3 separate regions of the Mus musculus genome follow, and regions 2 and 3 are each linked to region 1. Evidence: chromatin contacts called from public HiChIP or PLAC-seq and promoter capture Hi-C data. All regions are on one chromosome and are shown on one strand. The core of a region is the stretch at or near the end of the contact, and the rest is flanking DNA. Distances in the headings are between cores, read along the strand shown. Region 1 holds the start of Usp16 (ubiquitin specific peptidase 16). Region 2 holds the start of Mrpl39 (mitochondrial ribosomal protein L39). Region 3 holds the start of Jam2 (junction adhesion molecule 2).

Region 1 (2,982 bases), core at 285-2,784:
GAAAGAAATTTAAAAACAAAACCACTCTAGTCCCGGCTGACCTAACCCTCCAGAGATCCAACTACCTCTGCCTCCCACAATGCTGGGATTAAAGGCGTGTGCCAACATCACCACCAGGTTTTAATGAAGATTTAAGAAAACCTGCATTAGCCGCGTTGAAGGCCAGCCTGGTCTATGGAGCGAGTTCCAAGACAGCCAAAGCTGTACAAGAAGACCTTGTCTCGAAGAACAAAGCAAACACACAGAGAGGGACAGAGAGGAAAAAGATATGTACTATCCTGTATCTGTTTCTCTACCACAGTAAACTGCTTTTCAAATCTATAATCTGAACAATTTCTCTCTCCTTTCCTCCCTCTCCCCCTCCCCCTCCCACCCTACCCCCACCCTCCTCTGAAATCCGAAGCCTTAGGAGAAAGAACTGGTTCTGGGCAGAATTTCTATCTTGCCTATAGCATACTGTGAGTACATAGTAGGTCCTCAAGAAAAACTTCCTCCGCTAATGGCGCACACCTTTAATCCCAGCACCGCAAAAGTAGGCAGTTACAAAGCTCCAGGCCAGCTACAGCGAGGTGGTCAGATGGACGGACGGACGGACGGACGGACAGAGGGACAGAGAGATGAGATGAGATGAGATGAGAGAGAATATTACCTGAGAAGGCACAACTTCAGGTGTAAAAGAAAAAGGCGGACATGCGGACATTAATTAAATCATAAGCCTTCAGTTGTGGAGACAGAGCTAGAAGATCTGGTTTAAGGACTGCAGCTTCCCTTGAGACAGCAGAGGGAAACTTGAAAGACAAACTTTTAATTAGGGCAACCAAACCCATGACTGAAGTGTCAGTCGATGCTACTGAAGGAGCTACAGTAAACTTCTGACAGCTGTGAAGGTCACTGCTGCGCCGTGGGAACGGCGTCTATAAAACAGTAATGCTCGGTCCCGCAGCGTCCAGGGGAGTTTTCAGACGAGAATTGCCACCTTGGTCCAACTACTCGCTCGCGGCTCCCTCCCTTGGCTGAAATCACAACTCCTGCTGTCAGCCTCCTATCCAGCCGGCTGCTTTCCTTTTCTGCCCTCCCGGTCCTCCTCTGCCTTCGCTAAGCCATCATCACCACCAAGGCAATGTCGGAAAGCCCCTGTCAGCAGGTCTCTCTACAACGTGGCTCTCCAGTTTCGACGTAGGCTGTCACCCGGAGGTGGCAGCGCCAGCCGCGCTTACAACGCACACGGTGTCACCGGGCGCTCCCCGGAGCTCGCACGCCAGCCGCCCGCCCAGCCACCCTTCCCGTCGCCCGCCGGCCCTACCGACTGCTCGGCGCCCACCGGGCCGGCCCTGGAGCCGACAGCACCCGCAGTAGATGAGGATGAGGCCGAGGCAGGGCGGGAGTGTGGCGGCGGCGGGGGTGGCCGGTACTCACCCGGGGCGACGGCGCCCATAACTGCCTCCCGCGACGGGCCCGGAGCCGGCCGCCAGCTCCGCTTCCTCCAGGTGACGCAGAGAGAGCGACGCGGTGGAACCAGCCACCCTCCCGGAGAGGCAACTTCCGGAACGCGGCATTGTGGGAAATGGCTCGGCCTCCCTTGGGGTGGGTGCGTGGGAGGCCCGCCACGTGTTCACTGCAGTGTTAACTGTGGAGTAATTTAAATCCTCCTAGGGAGTGGATGACGGGTCCTGGCCCTTGGCTTGGAAAGTCCTTCATGGCTACCTCTCTTAAATACGTTATTTCTGCAGGATGGCCAAGAGAGCGACGTAATTACACACGTCTCTCCTTTCCCCTAATCCTGTCCCACTCGCTTATAAATGTGAGTGTTCTTTCTTCCAACCCCAGCCTTCACCTTGCTGACCTTGTCCAAACTGACAGGAATTAAAGGGGAATGTTACAGTGTAAAGTCCTGAAGATTTGAGTTGCGGTTGGTTGACGAGAAACAGTAACTACACACTCTGTGCCGAGTCTTTTGTAGCACCCGTTAAGCGGACCTCAGCGGAGACAGTAATCACAGAAAACTACCTGTGCGTGTTAGTAGCAAAATAGGCAGAAGTAAGCAACACGGTAAAAGAACAGTTGATGGTGTGTGCGAGGGGATGCCATAAAGAAACCACTTGAAACTGCCGCTCAGTTAGGGGGAAGGTTTTTATTGTGAATAAGAGAAAAACTACTCAAAGGCATCGGGAAGAGTCCAGTGCAGAGAGAGGAAGGCCAGGGCTAGGGAAGCAAGAGAGTGGGAAAGAAGAGTGGATGGACATAGCACGATTGAAAAAAAAAAAAAGTAGCCAGAAGAGTCGGGGGCAAGGAAGGGGCAAAGAGAACGGGAATCAGGACCCAGATGAGAGAAGGTCCTGCGGGCTAGGGTGAAGGCTTTGAGATGTGTACTTGTGAACCGGGACTGAGGGAGCCTAGAGGCCAGTTCTAGACTTATCTAGACCTATCATAGGCAACCGCGAGTGTATATTAATGGAGAATCATGTCCCTTCTGTCAGAGGCAAGGGACATGAGTCCTTTTGGGGAGAAAACAAACCCTCAAGGTTCCTCAAACCTCAAAGATCCCGAGGAATGTTGGCTTTTTATCTAACCACCCGAAATCCTTCCATAGTCCAGCTTGAGCTCATTTCTAGATATATGGCCTTCTAAAAGATTGCAAATGAAATATTCAAACTTACTAGTTGTCAGATAAAACTATGTTGAAATAGTAGCATAAAACTGGAAAATTGGCCAGTATAATTTTTTTTAATTAATCACTCTATTGGTTTATATCTCAAATGATATCCCAGTTCCCAGTTACCCCTCCACCAACTTCTCATCCCACATGTGCCCTCCCCACTCCACTCTGCCTATATGAGGGTGCTCCCCCACCCACCCACACTCTCCAGCCCCACCTCTCTGGCATCCTTGTATGCTGGGGCTCAAACCTCCCTGGGACAAAGGGCTTCCCCTCCCATTGCTGTCAGGCAAGGGCATCCTCTGCTACCTATATGTTTGGAGCCA
Region 2 (2,982 bases), core at 227-2,726, 2.7 Mb after region 1:
TGGGTAGGTCTCTCCAACTCTCCAAACGTTGCTTGGCAGACATTCAAGGCAGTTGTGTGGGTTAATAAACAGTTTTATAATTAGCATATATTCAGTACTTGTTGGTCAGTATCACCTGTGGCATCCTTCCAGCAAAATTACTTTCTGCGATAGTAGACGCTCCAATCAGCTGTGTGCAGATGTGCTTATGATTAATTTTTCTCAAGCTAACGTCCAGAGGATTGTTTTAAATGTGGCCGTGAACTATAGTTTTCGGGGTGGGGTGAAATGGACACAATCTCTAAAAGCTGTGAAGCTGAAAGCTTTCAGGGGAACCATAGAACATTTAAGGAAGAAACACACATGCACGCTCACACGCGCGCACACTTTTCCAGAGTTGATTTAGAACTTCTATTGTTAGGAAAAGGTGTGTTAAGTAGCTAAAGGCTTCTCCAGCTCCTACCTAAGCCTTCTTGAGGAGGGATTGCAGGCATCAGTCACTATTCTCGGCCGAGGACTTTACATGAGATAGGCCAGTACAATATTGAATGGTTGAATCCAAATTTATACTTACATGTCTTGCCTTAAAGATGAGGAAAGGTCTTAACACTTTCCCTATGCAATTGTAAACATGTATTATTTGGGCCAAGGAGACAGCACATTTGTGTGGCATAAAACATAGCATTTGTGACCGAGCTTACCCTTCCGCCTGGTGGCAGTGTGTGCTCCACCACAAGTTAAAAGTAGGGATCATGTGAAAATTCCTGACTAAATTTATAAAACTATATTGGTTCATTGGTTCAGCTTTGCAGAAGTAAAGAATGCTGCTCCAACGGGAACGTGCTGGCACCACAAAGGCGTTAGATGTAGCAGTGTGTTTTTACCAACCGTCATAACAAATATTTGCTGAGCTGCCAAGCACGGTTTGCGTTTCTGGGATACATCCAGGGACGAGACACAGATTCCCGGTTACTCCGTGCAGTCGTGCCTAGATCATTCGGAAAAGAGTTCTAGGACGTTCTTTGCAAAATCAACACGACGTGTTTCCAAGAGCCCAGGAACGTGGCCGACTAAACGGTGAACCGGGTTCAGCCCCACTGCAGCCGACCTGAAACTCACTTTTGCAAACCTCTTTTATTTCCACCCTCTAGAGTTGTACCCGGCGTGGCTGGCCAGACTGTCAAAGACGTAACGCAAAGAGTCCTCCTCTAATTTTTTTCTGCCGGGAATCTGGAACCCTCGTGAGACAAAGGCGCCTGTGTGACTCCTCTGTCCAATAGACACTTCTGCGACTCCTCAGGGCAGCCGGTCGTCCCCGAGCCAAGGACAAGACTCGCAGCGCGGCCAAGGGTGAGCCATCCAAGGAGAGGCGCGCATGCGCCCCCGCGTGGCTCGGCGCGCTCCTAGCATCCGGTCCCGAGCTGATCAGTCCTACGGAACCTCCGCCGCGGGTTCCGCGTTTCCGGGGGAAGAGGGACGAGAAGGACCGGGACGCCGAGCTACCTTGGCTACTTCGGGAAGCCATGGCTACCGCGGTGGGAAGGCTGGTTCTTCGGCGGCCCGGCGCGGGCGGCGGGGCTCGCTGGAGTGAGTTTTTTGTGTTCCCGGTGTGGGAAGACAATCTGGGGTGCAGGAATCAGGGAAAGAGAAGGGATGCGGGCATGGGCGGCTCTTGTGGGGGGTTTTAGGAGCCCCAGTCTTCGGCAAACATGTCCCCATCTCCCAGGGAGTGAGGACTCGCGCTTGCCTAGCCAAGTCCCTTGCTTTGGGGTGTGGAAGAAAAGTTCAGCATTTCTCATGCTAGCTATTGATCGTTTGGACACGGGGATTCCGCCTTCCTGGAGCGTTCTCCTCCCCTCCAGACCGTTTCCAACTACAACTTTGCTCTCCTTCCCAATCGAGTCTGGTTTTAGGACGCCACTGAGGAAATCGGTGGTGATGTGAGAGTAAATCAGAGCCCAGCGTTTTTGTTTTTTGTTTTTTCGTTGTTGGATCCTAAATTATTAACATTATAAAGTGGTTCAAGTTTGCCTCAGTCGAATTTTTGACTTATGTTCTGCAAAATTCTACCGTTTTCAATACTTGTTACAGGTCCAGAGTAAACTACGTACTTTGCTTTCTTAATAGGATTTATAGCGACGTCGCCAGCTGCCGAGCTGTCACCCACGGAGCTGACAGAAATGCGGAATGATCTGTTTAACAGAGAGAAAAGCAGGCAGTTATCGTTAACCCCCCGAACGGAGAAGATCGAAGTTAAGCATGTTGGGAAAACTGATCCCGGCACTGTCTTCGTGATGAATAAAAACATCTCAACCCCTTACAGTTGTGCCATGCGTAAGCAGCAGAACAATGTTGACCATTTTACACGCGCTGTGCAGAGCACTGCAGAGGGGAACATGCTGTCATTACTTGGCGAAGCTGTAGAATTTATTTGCAGCCATTTTGCCACCCACTGTCCCCTTTGTTTTGTGGGTACGGTGGGTATCGTAGCATTTCTCTGCTGTACAGGTTGTCTCCCTAGTTTGTCTGAATATGACTATGTAATATGCATGTTCTGGGAGCATTTATCTAGCAGGTCTCATTAAAGTATTTTGAGGGTTGTTTTTTTGGTTTGTTTTGGTTTGTTTTTTTCTTGAGTTTTCATTTATTCTACCTTTATCTTTTTAGTTTTTTTTTTCCCCCCGAGTATATGTCTCATCTCCTTCCTACTTGTCCCATGTTGTGGTTTTATCTAGTATAGGTACTAAATGTGTGAATGGAAACATAAGTATAGTGAATGCTGACGTTAATTGTTTTGTTTCTATTGTTAGAGAGGTCGTTGGCTGTAAAGGTACTGATAGGATTTGGATAGGGCTTCCATAGATAGGATATTTAAACTGAAATATCTCCCGAATAGTAGATAGGCACGGTTGGCTGTTGTTTAGCTTTTTAAAAGACTCTGTAATAGTACCATTAGGGTAATTGACAGCATTGGTTCTAGGTAAGGCTCTGATGTGTACTCAG
Region 3 (2,982 bases), core at 168-2,667, 2.7 Mb after region 1:
CGTTAGTGTTAAGACGTTCGTCGGGCAGAATAATTGAACTACTATTAAGTACTGTGACTAGAACTTGAACCTCAACAATAACACATTTACCCCTCCCTAGTGAAGAAACCAACAGAACAAAAGATAACAGGGAGGGGGAGGGTGTTTATCATCATCATCAACAACAACAACAACAACAACAACAAGGACTTCCTCACTTAAAAATAGATAGTAATTTCCTACCTTTTCCTAAAAAGTTAACGCGAAGAAAACAAAAATCAAATTTCAAATCACATTAGGCCAGCACCCGCGCAAATCCTCTTTCAAAGTACCCAGAGAAACTAAACTGGCTTTGGGACGCCTCCGCAGCTATGCCAGCTGCCAGCTCGCTCATTCATCGCCTGCGCCTTTCTAACAATCCTAACAGCCAGTCCCGCTGGCTGGACATCCCCTGAGGACACGGCAGCTGGCTGGAGCGGACAGACTTCTCTAAGCCGGTTTTGCAGGCGTAAAGGCGAAAAGCTACTGGGGCTCAGCTAATTTCACCCCGCTACCGCCTCTAAAGTGCTTTACCCAGCACCTTGCCCGGGGCAGCTGGGACCGTAACCACTGATCCCTCAGCCGCAGCTACTTAAGAGTGGCCTTCGCCAACCCCGGATGCCATCTTTCTTGGGCTCTTCGCATCTTGAATACTTAGAGAGTTTTGCATTCTGATCACGTCCCGGTGTCTTTGAAAACTTCCTCGGACTTTGCAAGGAGATGAGGATCGTCTGTTTTCTTCAATTCTTAACTGCCCAGATCCAACACTATTTACAAGACGCACAGGACTTCAGTCTCCCTGCCCAGAGCCTGCCCTCATCCAGATTACCCTCCGTGCTCCCAGACTGCAAAGCCTGGCGCCCCGAGACAGACCCCCTAGCACTGAGCGCCATGCCTGCAGGCGAGGGTCCCGGAGGCTGGTATAGCCAGACCGGAGGGTGGAAAGGACTGTTACCCCAGAGACTTACAGTCCAGGGCGACGATCAAGTAGTGTAGCAGCAGCAGCATCAGGAGGCCTTGGGGGCTCCTCGCCATCTACGCGGGCGCCAGCTGGCTGCCTAGCTGAGGGTCCCCCTGCAGGAGCGCGACAGGCGGCTGGGTCTCCCAGCACTTCGCCCGGCGGCGGAGCAGAGGAGGTCCCTGAGAGGTGGAAGCAGAGGGGCGGGTCCTGTCCCGATGTCAGTCTCTCCGGTCTGGGGTGTCTCCAGCGACTGTCGTGGGGGCAGGTCTTCTGGCCCTAGGACGTGGTGTCTGGGACAGTCCTTCTTTTGAAGGGTGGAAGAGGGTTGAGGGGAGGGCGTGGACGCGGGACGCGGTGTCCGCAGGGTCCTAAGCGAGTGGCGGCAGAGGACTAGCCTCTTGAGGGAGAACCCTGCAGGTCGGCCCCCCGCCCCCAGACTGATCCGCTTTGTGTCTAGTCCCGCGCTAGGCTGCCAGCTGTCCCCAGGGCGAGGAGCTGGGGGCAGGAGGAGCGCAGCCGGGTGGGATGGGCAGGGTGTGTGTGTGTTGGGAGCGGTAGTGGCTCGGTCTGTCTCGCCATGTCTCTCCTCTTGGCGCAAAAAAACTTCCTTTTCAGTGTTTTGCCTAGCGTGGGAGATATTTTTTGGAAAATTTCTATCTAGCGGACAAAACCGCTGGCGAAGCGCTCTTAAAGTATAGGGGCATGAGCTCAGCCCCTGCCTCTAGAAAGGGGGGGTGGGGAGGGGCGGAGGGGGCGGGGGACAAAGGCATCACTCAAGTTGCAAGTCAGGTCCCAGATTTTATCATCAGGCTTAGCCTCTTCTGGCTTCAAGTCCGTCCTCCCCGTCCCCCCAACCCCTTAGAGAGTTAAGGTGTGTTCTGGGCTCTTGGCTTCTTAGTTGTCATCTGGAAGTTCATCTAACGGTGTGAAATATTTATCTTGTTTCTTCCCCGTTATGTAACTGCCGCCTGTGGAGTTTTCCACATGTTAAAACTCTACAGCTGCCCTTTTGTCAGGTTTATTTTTGGTCTCATGTGCTTTTAAAAGGGAAATCCATTATGAATGCTCCAGTGCGTGCTTTAAAATTGACCCGCACTTCGGAAGCGTGCACTTGCAAAGGCGATTTTCACATTTCCTCTCCAGAACTGATGGCTGGGGCATTCAAGAAAATTGACCCGTCTGTGTAAAGGCCGTTGTCAGGTGAAGACATTTTTTAAAATCGTTTTAAATAAAGCTAAATAATAAATAATTATGTGTAGAGGATGGCTGATTTAGTGGTGGACCACTTACAAAGAATTGAGCCAGCCTTGCGGACAAAGGCTTAAGATATACTTAGATATGCAGAGCTGTGAGGAATGAGGCATCCCCACTGTTGCCTGGGCAACAGTGATGAAAGCTTTGGCCCTCATGGGGAAGGGGAGGGGACAGAAGACCCCTGAGGGCAAGAAAAGCAAAGTTAAAAAAAAAAAAAAAAAAAAAGGCAAAAATGGAGCTGGTAGCCCAAACTCACAAACAGTAAGGGAGTAAGGGTGTCATCTAACTTAAGACTTAAGGCAAAAAAAAAAAAAAAAAAAAAAAAAGACTTAAGGCCTGTGCTCAGAGACAGGTTAAGTCAATTGTCCTTGACAATCCAATTAAAAGAGTCAAATTAGTCGTGAAAACTGAGAAGAGAAAGGGAGAGATATTGATTGATTGATTGATTGATTCGATATAGCCACATTGTAGAGTTCCAGTGAACCCCAAGTCTGTCTTTGGGGCCCTGAAGTGAGATAAAATACAGAGCCAAGGATCCACACATCCATGCAGCCCACATCTAAGCCATTGTCTGGTCTTCAGTCTCGTCCTATAGGGTGGTAAGACAGGTTCTTAGAACCACGGGAATTGTGAGTGGCCCCTCTAGATGGCGCCTCCCCCTTCTCTCGGATGAGATGCCTTGGGGAAATATCCATTGCCTTGGCATTGTTTGCTTCAGTGGTTCTGATGTTGAGAGTGAGAGACGCATG

The links. Promoter capture Hi-C pulls out the DNA fragments that hold promoters and counts their contacts. HiChIP or PLAC-seq counts read pairs in DNA pulled down with a chosen protein or histone mark.
Region 2: a contact with region 1 is called in a promoter capture Hi-C map of second pharyngeal arch cranial neural crest. The contact joins the promoter of Mrpl39 here to the promoter of Usp16 in region 1. A contact is called at or near these places in 8 of 39 promoter capture datasets (cranial neural crest, frontonasal cranial neural crest, hippocampal neurons and 4 more), 1 of 115 datasets of contacts at active chromatin or transcription factors (pro-B cells) and 1 of 9 other capture datasets (liver).
Region 3: a contact with region 1 is called in an H3K27ac HiChIP or PLAC-seq map of embryonic stem cells, with 6 times the contacts expected there. The contact joins the promoter of Jam2 here to the promoter of Usp16 in region 1. A contact is called at or near these places in 3 of 39 promoter capture datasets (the 3T3-L1 cell line, cranial neural crest and hippocampal neurons) and 6 of 115 datasets of contacts at active chromatin or transcription factors (embryonic stem cells and fibro-adipogenic progenitors).

Annotation. Positions count from the first base shown.
Region 1 is chr16:87,453,537-87,456,518 of GRCm38.p6, reverse strand. It overlaps Usp16 (ubiquitin specific peptidase 16), which reads right to left and starts at 1,534. Exons shown (of 18, transcript NM_024258.2): 1 at 1,417-1,534.
Region 2 is chr16:84,733,738-84,736,719 of GRCm38.p6, reverse strand. Mrpl39 (mitochondrial ribosomal protein L39) reads left to right here and starts at 1,476. Exons shown (of 10, transcript NM_017404.5): 1 at 1,476-1,566; 2 at 2,107-2,313. The coding sequence starts at 1,503.
Region 3 is chr16:84,772,558-84,775,539 of GRCm38.p6, reverse strand. It overlaps Jam2 (junction adhesion molecule 2), which reads right to left and starts at 1,417. Exons shown (of 10, transcript NM_023844.5): 1 at 987-1,417. The coding sequence starts at 1,053.